Linked DNA regions of Rattus norvegicus: region 1 is linked to region 2. A link is a contact called in public Hi-C data. All regions are on one chromosome and are shown on one strand. Each heading gives the region's core, a stretch centred on a gene start, on an enhancer-like site or on the middle of the called end of the contact. The rest is flanking DNA. Distances are from core to core; before and after follow the strand shown. Region 1 has its middle 11 kb from the start of Ifi47. Region 2 has its middle 11 kb from the start of Rack1.

Region 1 (4,220 bases), core at 468-2,967, 150 kb after region 2:
AGAAACACATGGCTGTTCAATGCTCACTTCCTGGTGTGAAAGGATCGAGTTTGGGTTTTTGTAATGAAACACTTAGAAGGAGAACCTAAGAGGCGTCATCTAAGGGGACAAGTGTGGTACACCAGATTTTCTCCTCAGGTTCTGACTGGGTGTCAGAGGGGCTTTGAAAGATCAGTTACCCAGCTGGTGAGATGGCTCAGTGGGTACAAAGTATTTGCCACACAGGCCTAGAGACCTGAAGTCAAATCCCTGGAGCCATGTAAAGGAGACAGGAGAGAACCAACTCCACAAAATTGTTCTCTGACATTCACACATGCGCTATGGCACAACTATCCATCCTTCCCCCATCCCCCCCAACAAAACACATAGACAAGTAATAGTAATAACAATGATAAATACAAAACCTAAAAAGAATAAATCAGATGGCATTGAACATGTGTCTGTTGCAATCTGACAATATTAAAGAAAAGAGTTAGGTTACTTAGCTGAACCTGGACATGATGCAAAACAGCAGAGGAAAGCTTGCTGGAGTAAAGGGACATGTGGTCCGTGTGTCCCATCTGGCTCAAATGTAAGAGAGAGCTCCTGAGGAGTCATCTCAAGCCCTTTCCTGAGGCATTCTGGGAAGGCCAACTCCAAATGTGATGTGGATGGGAGAGAACATTGGTGTCAGACTTTGTGATTCTCTCTTATGTGAAAGCCTAGATTTAAAATGGTGTGTGTGTGTGTGTGTGTGTGTGTGTGTGTGTGTGTGTGTACACTTATATGTGAGGATGTGTCTGTAGGTCACGAAACCAGAAAGGGGAACATGAAAGGGGAAGAGATCTTAGGGCTAGTGAAAAACAGAAGCGGTAGTGAAGCATACACAATACATAGGCAGAAATTGGAACTAACAGGGGAAGAGGGAACTGGCTGTGGGGAAGGGGTCGTGGGGGATGGTAATGGGGGAGGGAAGTGAATGAGGACAAAGTTTAAAGACATGTGTTGGGGTTCAGATCCAGGACAAGGGGCTGAGGTGCATATTTAACTTACCAAAGTGGACCTGGCCTCCAAGTTCTCCCAGCATTCCTCAGTCCTTACCTGTGACAGGGCATGGATGGATGGTGTACCTGCCCTCTGCCCTAAACTTTCCAGCTGAGGGGTTGGGCTTCCCCTCCCCAAGAAGCCCTTCCCTATATAATGCAGACATTTTGGTTTCCTTCTTCCCATCTCTCTGCATTTTCCTTCTCTCTGCTCGTGAACTCTCTCTCTCTCTCTCTCTCTCTCTCTCTTTCTCTCTCTCCCCCTCCCTCCCTGTCTCCTACCCCATCGGTACTCCCCTGGGCCTCATTCCTTGGGATCAGTGAACCCATTTGAGGGCGTTTCCCAATAAACCGGCTTTTATTATACTCTGACCCGGATTGAATTGGCTCATTTATCAGCAGAGAATAACTTACCGATGTGTATGGAGGTGCCACGACTAAACCCTTACTTTGTATGCTAAAGACTTGATTAATTAACCTTCCTTGTTTTTATGTCTCTGCCTCCAACTGGCAGATCCACCGGGGAACATCAAGTGTGGTCCTGGAAGCTCATGAAATCCATCTCATCTTCTCTCCTTCCTAAGGCCAACACCCAGAGCCTCTCGCCTTCCCTTTATAAATCATTCCCACTCCCCTACCTACCTTTGAGTCTCTGCCAAATGCTAAACACAGGCTGGCTGACTTCCTCGCCTCCTTGCCAGCAGGCTCTGAGTAAAGATCCCATGTTTGCTTTCCCTTTGGATTTTCATTGTCAATCCTACAGGTTCCAAGAAGGATCAAAAAGGAAGCTGGAAACCAAACGAAGACGAATCACGTATTATCCAAACATATGGGCTGCGACTGAGGTAGGCCTGATGGAAATGTATAGCTATAAATGCCTGTGTTAAGAATACAAGAAAAGGGCTGGATAGATGGCTCAGTGGTTAAAAGCTCTTCCAGAGGTCCTGAGTTCAATTCCCCACAACCACTTGGTGGCTCACAACCATCTGTAACGGGATCTGATGCTACCTATGGGCATGCGAGTGTACATGCAGATAGAGCAAATAAAATAAATAAGTCTTTAACTAGCTAACTAAATAAGTCTAGTAGCAATTTATTATGAAAAAAGAATACAAGAGAAGGAGGACTTGGTAAAGAACCGTGATGTTTTAAAGGCCTTAAACCAACAACCTATCCAATCTCCTGCTCTACACACAGTTTAGAAACTTGAAGACAGAAAAGCAAAGTCCGTCTGAGAGGAAGTGGAGAAGTGAGGATCAGAGCAGGCCAGAAAAGATTGGCAAAAACCAACTGAAGGAACAGAAGAGAGAAGAAGGGAAGGACATGGTCCCAGGTTTCAGCCCCAGATGAATGAAAAACAGAAATAAAAATGAAAGCAAAAGGACAAGGCCTAGGTAAGCTGTAGGAGAAATTTTATGATAGATAAAGAGCGTTGACAGAAGCAGAGACATCTGGGAGAATCCAGAGTGACCAAACTGAGCTGAATGTAAGAGAGAGGGAGGCAGAGGGGGAGGGAGAAGGGAGAAGGGTCCAGGTGCCGCAGTCAGGAGGCCCAAAGGTACAAAGAGAAGGTAACCAAAAGGGTTGGATTACATAGGGAAGAGCCACAAGCACATAATACCCTTCCCGGCAGAAAAAAGCATGTCTATTTATCTTTGTATGTTTGTCTCTCTGCTGATACATAGCCACAATTCTTTAGATAAATGCCACTCCATTATAAGGTACAACGAACATGTGACTTTCTACCACAGGACACTGGGTGCAGGGGAGGGGTTTTTCCTATAAGCAACGTGAGGGCTGAAGCTGCCGAACTGCAGGTGGGCTGTGGTTCCTCAGGAAGGTGGGAGGAAAGCTAGGAGAGAGGAGGGGAAAAGGGAGTCAGTGTCTTTAAGTTGCCCACGTGGTGGTGGGGCCCAAAAGGGCATAGTAGCAGGTTTTGGGAGCCACAGAGAAACCTACAGAGCTCCAAGTGGGGGAAGGGTTCCATGCTGCTGCAGATGGCGCTGCAGCCCCTGCAGTAGAGGAGGAGATGGGGAGACCAGGAGAAAAGGGAGATGTCCGCGCATGGGTGTAGAAGGTCAGAGGTATTAGCAGGCTGCAGGACCAAAAGAGGTGCCCACCGGGAGGGCACAGCAGGCCAGAGCCCAGAGAGATGGGAGCCGCTGTTAGAGAGCAGGTAGGGAGAAGCAGCAGAGGAAGACTTGGACTCTAGAGCTTGGAATCAAATTTTGTGAGTGGCAGAAATAAATACATACCTTAGGAGCGTTAGACCAGCAGCTTGGTTCTGGGAAGTTCGGTTCCTTCTACTCCAGTTTATTCAGTACCAGCTGCTTGCTCGGGTTTTTGAGGTCCTCACCTTTGTGTTCCATAAGTTCTGCCTTGTATTTTCACTACCTTCTAAAGTGCCCATTTTATACAGATCCCAACACGACCGTGGTGGCCTTGGTAACTATAGATATTCTGGCCTTTATGGTGGGGCCGTTGGACAATGGTGTGAAGTGATGTGCATTCAGCCTAAATGGAGTGGTAGCTGCTGGATTTGGGTCCTTCCCCAGGCAACCTCACGTGTTGAAACCTTCTTGGGAGGGTAGCCAGCCATAGTGGGCTCTCAGCTCGCCTAGCGGCACGAAGGCACACGGCTATTTTGAAGTTACCAGCACATTTCTCCTTTTGCATACGGATATTTAACACATTGCACGAGATAGCATAGTGTTTACTGTGTACCAGGCTGTAAGACAATTTCACCTAAGTGCAAGCAAATACATGCTAGCAACTTTTTAAGTAGGTTTGGCTTGGCTGTGATATTCCATACATTAGACAGATAGAAGTTATTTTTGTATTATTTGCAACTAACTAAGACCATACCGGTGAGTTGTTGAGAAGCATTCATATTAATTAGCAACATTATCTAAAGGAAATAGCTTAAGGAAGGAGATGTTAATTGAGCTCGTGGTTTGAGAGAAGCCACTGAAGCCTGGGCAGAACGGCTTAATCCCCGGTTGCAGACCTGTGTGGTAGACTGTTAACATCTTTGTGGGCCAGAAATTAGAAAGTGTGGGGACAGAACCAGTGGCTGGCTTATCATTTTCAAAGAGCCATCCCTGGTGACGTCCTTCTACCAGCTAGGACCCACCTTCTGAAGGGCCCGAAGCCTCCTGATTGACAGCAGCAGAGGAGCAAACATTCAAAGCAGGAGAC
Region 2 (3,879 bases), core at 534-3,033:
AGCTGGGCAGTGGTGGCGCACTCCTTTGGTTCCCACACTTGGGAGGCAGAGGCAGATGGATCTCCATGAGTTCAAGGACACCCAAGGCTATACAAAGAGACTCTATCTTGAGCCCCACCCCCAAAATATGCAAAAAAACAAAAAAAAAAAGGTTAAGTTTGGGTATCGTTTTTTAAATTCTGCACACACTCTGATGGACACTGACACACGCCTTTCATCCCAGCAGTGGGGAAGCACAGGCAGATGGATCTCTGTGAGTTCCAGGTAAGCCAGGGATAGTGAGACCCCCCACATCTAAATAAATACACAGATCATTAATTAATTCTCAGTACAGTCGTCCATGTGTGCACATGTCACAGCATATATGTGGACGCTGGAGACAACTTGAGAGAATCAGTTGTTTCTTTCGACCGCGTAGGTCCTGGGCATCAAACTTGGTAGCAAGTGCCTTACAGCTGAGCCATCTCACTGGCTGTGAAACAGATTTCTTTGTGACTTGTTATCAGTAAATGTTTTATCCTTATCTCTATCTTATATACCTACCGTGTGCTTTCAATAAGAAACGTCTTCCATAGGCTCTTGTATTTGAATGCTTGTTCCACAGTTGGTGCTGTTTGGGGAGATAATGGAACCTTTAGGCAGTTCAGCCTTGCTGGAGGAAGTGCATCCCTGGGAGCAGGCTCTGAGAGTTGATAGCCCGACTGCACTTCCGGTTTTCAGTCTCTTGCTCCTCCTCCCTCTCCCGTAGGCAAATGAACACGTGACCAGCAGGCTTTCCCGGGGCAGCAGGACTCTACGGATTCTCTCCCCTTCTCCCCAACCCCAACCATAGGGCATAGCAAACCCTTTCTTCCTTAAGCTGCTTTTGGCTAAGGCATTTTGTCACAGCAACAGAAAAGCAACTAATATATAATTCATATATCTCCGAATCCCAGGTTGCCTAAAAGGTTCTTGGGCAAAAGGGGTCACAAGTAGCAAAATTTTAAGATCGAGTTTAGTCAGAATAGGATGCTTAGAGCCATGATACCTGGATTCAAATTCCAGTCTCTGAGTAAGTACCTGGAGTTGGGCTGCTTACTTGATTTCAATCTGCCCTCGTGTGTAAAATAAAATTCCTACCTCAGAGGGCTGTTGTGTGAACAACTACAGGAAAAGATTTAAAACGGGGCCTCCCTGGGGTAGGTGATGGCTCTGTTGCTATGGGTTAATCAATACAAACTTGAAGCTCCTTCCAGATTGCATACTTCCTACTGATAAGGACCTAATCTGGTCTCCCCAGAGCCTGAGGATATTACGTGGTAGGGACCACCTCTGCCTGAATCAATAGATGGGGGTGGGGTAGTAACCCTTGGTGTTCCTGTGCTCACAACTTTTGTGAATCAAGAGTCCACAAGCCAGCCAAGCCACCAGCTTTTCTAGCTGGGCACCCAAGCCCCTGTGGTCCTGAAAACCTTCGCTTTCTTTTTCTTAAAGATTTATTTATTATATATAAGTACATAGTACATTGTAGCTGTTTTCAGGCAGACCAGAAGAGGGCATCGGATCCCGTTAAAGATGATCGTGAGCCACCATGTGGTTGCTGGGATTAGAACTCAGGACCTCTGGAAGAGCAGTCCGTGCTCTTAACAGCTGAGCCATCTCTCCAGCCCGTGTACCAAAACCTTCGCTTTCCTCGTCACCTCTCTCTGCTCCACGTGTGAGCACATTCCCTACCCAGAATTGTTCTCCATCCTACACTGCATTTCCTTCTACCTATTTGCCAAAATCCAAGCCAGATAGCACACTCGCTCTCTCAGGGCTTTCACCTGACTAACTCTTCTACTTCCTGTATCAGAGCCAATCAGAATGAACCACCTAATTACGGAGGTTTCAGAATACCTTTACTGCCCTGAGGGGGAAATCCAAGGATAACTTAATGTGCATACCCATATATTTTGAAATAAAAATCAATATAATGTCCTAATCAGATGAAAAAAATACTAAGCTAAAAATTAAATGGAGGCTGGCGACAGGGCTCAGTGGATCACGGTGCTTGCCGTCAAGCCTGACTACTTGAGTTTGATCCCCAGGTACCTCCCAAGTAGCGAAAGGAATAAATCCGGCTTTTTCGCGTTGTCTTATGATGAAGGGGAGGGGGGCGGGGAGGGACGAGAGACCAGAGACAGAGATATACAAAGTCGGACAAGAGGTGGGGGGAGGAGGAGAAAGATTTCGTGCTTAATTTACAGACGAGTAAACTGGGAACAGAAGCGGACACAAGGTGGCAGCACTGAGCTCCAGAGTCCGAGATTTTTGTTCGGTTTTTGGAATGTTTGCTCGCCTGCTCTGCCTTTTTGTACCCCGTAGAAACCCTTCTTGGTTTGCTTGCTTACTGCCTGATGAGTGCTTTAAGCCTCTGAGCCTTCTCACAGACCGCCTCCGAATATTTTAATGTCCAAAAATACAAAATGAATCGTCCACAATTACAAAGGAACCTCCAAGTTCCCGAGTTGCTCTGAAGCTATTTTAGTTTTTTAATTTAAAAAAAAAAAAATAGTTGCCTAGTTTTGAGCCCCAGCACCACAAAAAATGATAAAGATGTGGTAAGTAATACATATACCTCTGAGATAACACATTAAATAACTTACACTAAGGCAAGACCAGTAATTCCAAGCATTTAGAAGTAGTAAAGTGTCCCAGGGATCCATGACAGCCTTCATGGGTCACAAAAACACCCATGCTCTGTCCCCAATCAAGGTTCAAGTCCTGCTCAGCCAGCTACACTTTCTTGTCTTGTTTCCTTGGGACAACTAAATGTCCCCTAGAGGTTCAATTTCCCCTCCGAGTTATAAATGTTTAGTTCACACAGCCCTGGTAGTCCAGTGGTTCGTGTCTCTCTCACGCCTCAGCCTAGCTAGCATGTGTTCCCAGGAATACATAGGTACTAGCAGACTCGTGTGACAAGGATGAGAACAGGTGCATGCACACAGGCCTCACAGCCCAGCTTGGAAAGAATCAGAGCAGACGCTCCCACAGAGAGAGGGATAAAACCAGACACAGGCCGAATTTCGAGGAAGATAGAAAAGAGGAAGCCAGGTCCCTCTCAGGGTCTCTGGCACCAGGCTGAGAAGCCAGACTTGCATCTTCAAAAGGTGCTGCTAGGGAAATGATGCAAGTCTAAAGGATGAAAAATAAGTCAGGGAATCAGGAGCCTCACGGTAACCTGGCTGGTCATAGAACAAGTCCGAGAACTCGAATCTCTAACAGTTCCTAGGTGACAGTTCGTAGTGTCTGGGGACACTTTATAACACATTAGTCTACACAATCCTTTCTTCCTCGTATACATCACTGTTCTGGACTTCTGCTCACAAAATCCCTAACCCCTAGAACCCTCCTACAGCAATGTGCTCTCCAGAGCTGCCGGGGTCCAGCCTTGACACAGGATCAGAGTTCTCAACTGGAAGCAGGGAAATCTGGAAGGTGCATAATAAATATACACAGACCACTCTTTGGGTACAAACCAACAGGCAATTTCAAGGCTTAAAGTTTCTCTCTCTCCCTCTCTCTCTCTCTCTCTCTCTCTCTCTCTCTCTCTCTCTCACACACACACACACACACACACACAGAGTTTGAGGCTGCATGCACACTGCAGTCTCTTGTGCACACTCTGCTTTTCTCTATTGTGCTTTTCTTTTCTCAAACTCCCACACTCATGCACACCTCTGTTCATTACCCTTTCATTCTCACCCACACTCTTCATACACACCTCACACGTATCTCACACACACCACATGCACTCTCCTTTCACTCACACACACAATCTTCATACACACCTCGAGTTCTCTCTTCACTCACTCTTCACATGCTCTCTCCCTCGCTCTCTTCCCCTGCTCTCTCCCT

Evidence for each region. Hi-C and Micro-C count contacts between places; a contact is called where the count stands out from the background.
Region 1: a contact with region 2 is called in a Hi-C map of liver, with 5 times the contacts expected there. The contact joins two enhancer-like sites. A contact is called at or near these places in 8 of 12 Hi-C or Micro-C datasets (the A7r5 cell line, the Rat2 cell line, frontal cortex and 4 more).

Annotation. Positions count from the first base shown.
Region 1 is chr10:33,807,509-33,811,728 of GRCr8, forward strand. No RefSeq gene overlaps it. Among named protein-coding and RNA genes, the nearest start is that of Ifi47, 11 kb to the left of the region's middle. Within about 2 kb of position 1,718, at least 4 of the 93 cell types and tissues checked have an H3K27ac peak or open chromatin away from gene starts, as enhancers often do. A contact at or near this core is called in liver, where this site is marked.
Region 2 is chr10:33,657,493-33,661,371 of GRCr8, forward strand. No RefSeq gene overlaps it. Among named protein-coding and RNA genes, the nearest start is that of Rack1, 11 kb to the right of the region's middle. Within about 2 kb of position 1,784, at least 14 of the 93 cell types and tissues checked have an H3K27ac peak or open chromatin away from gene starts, as enhancers often do. A contact at or near this core is called in liver, where this site is marked.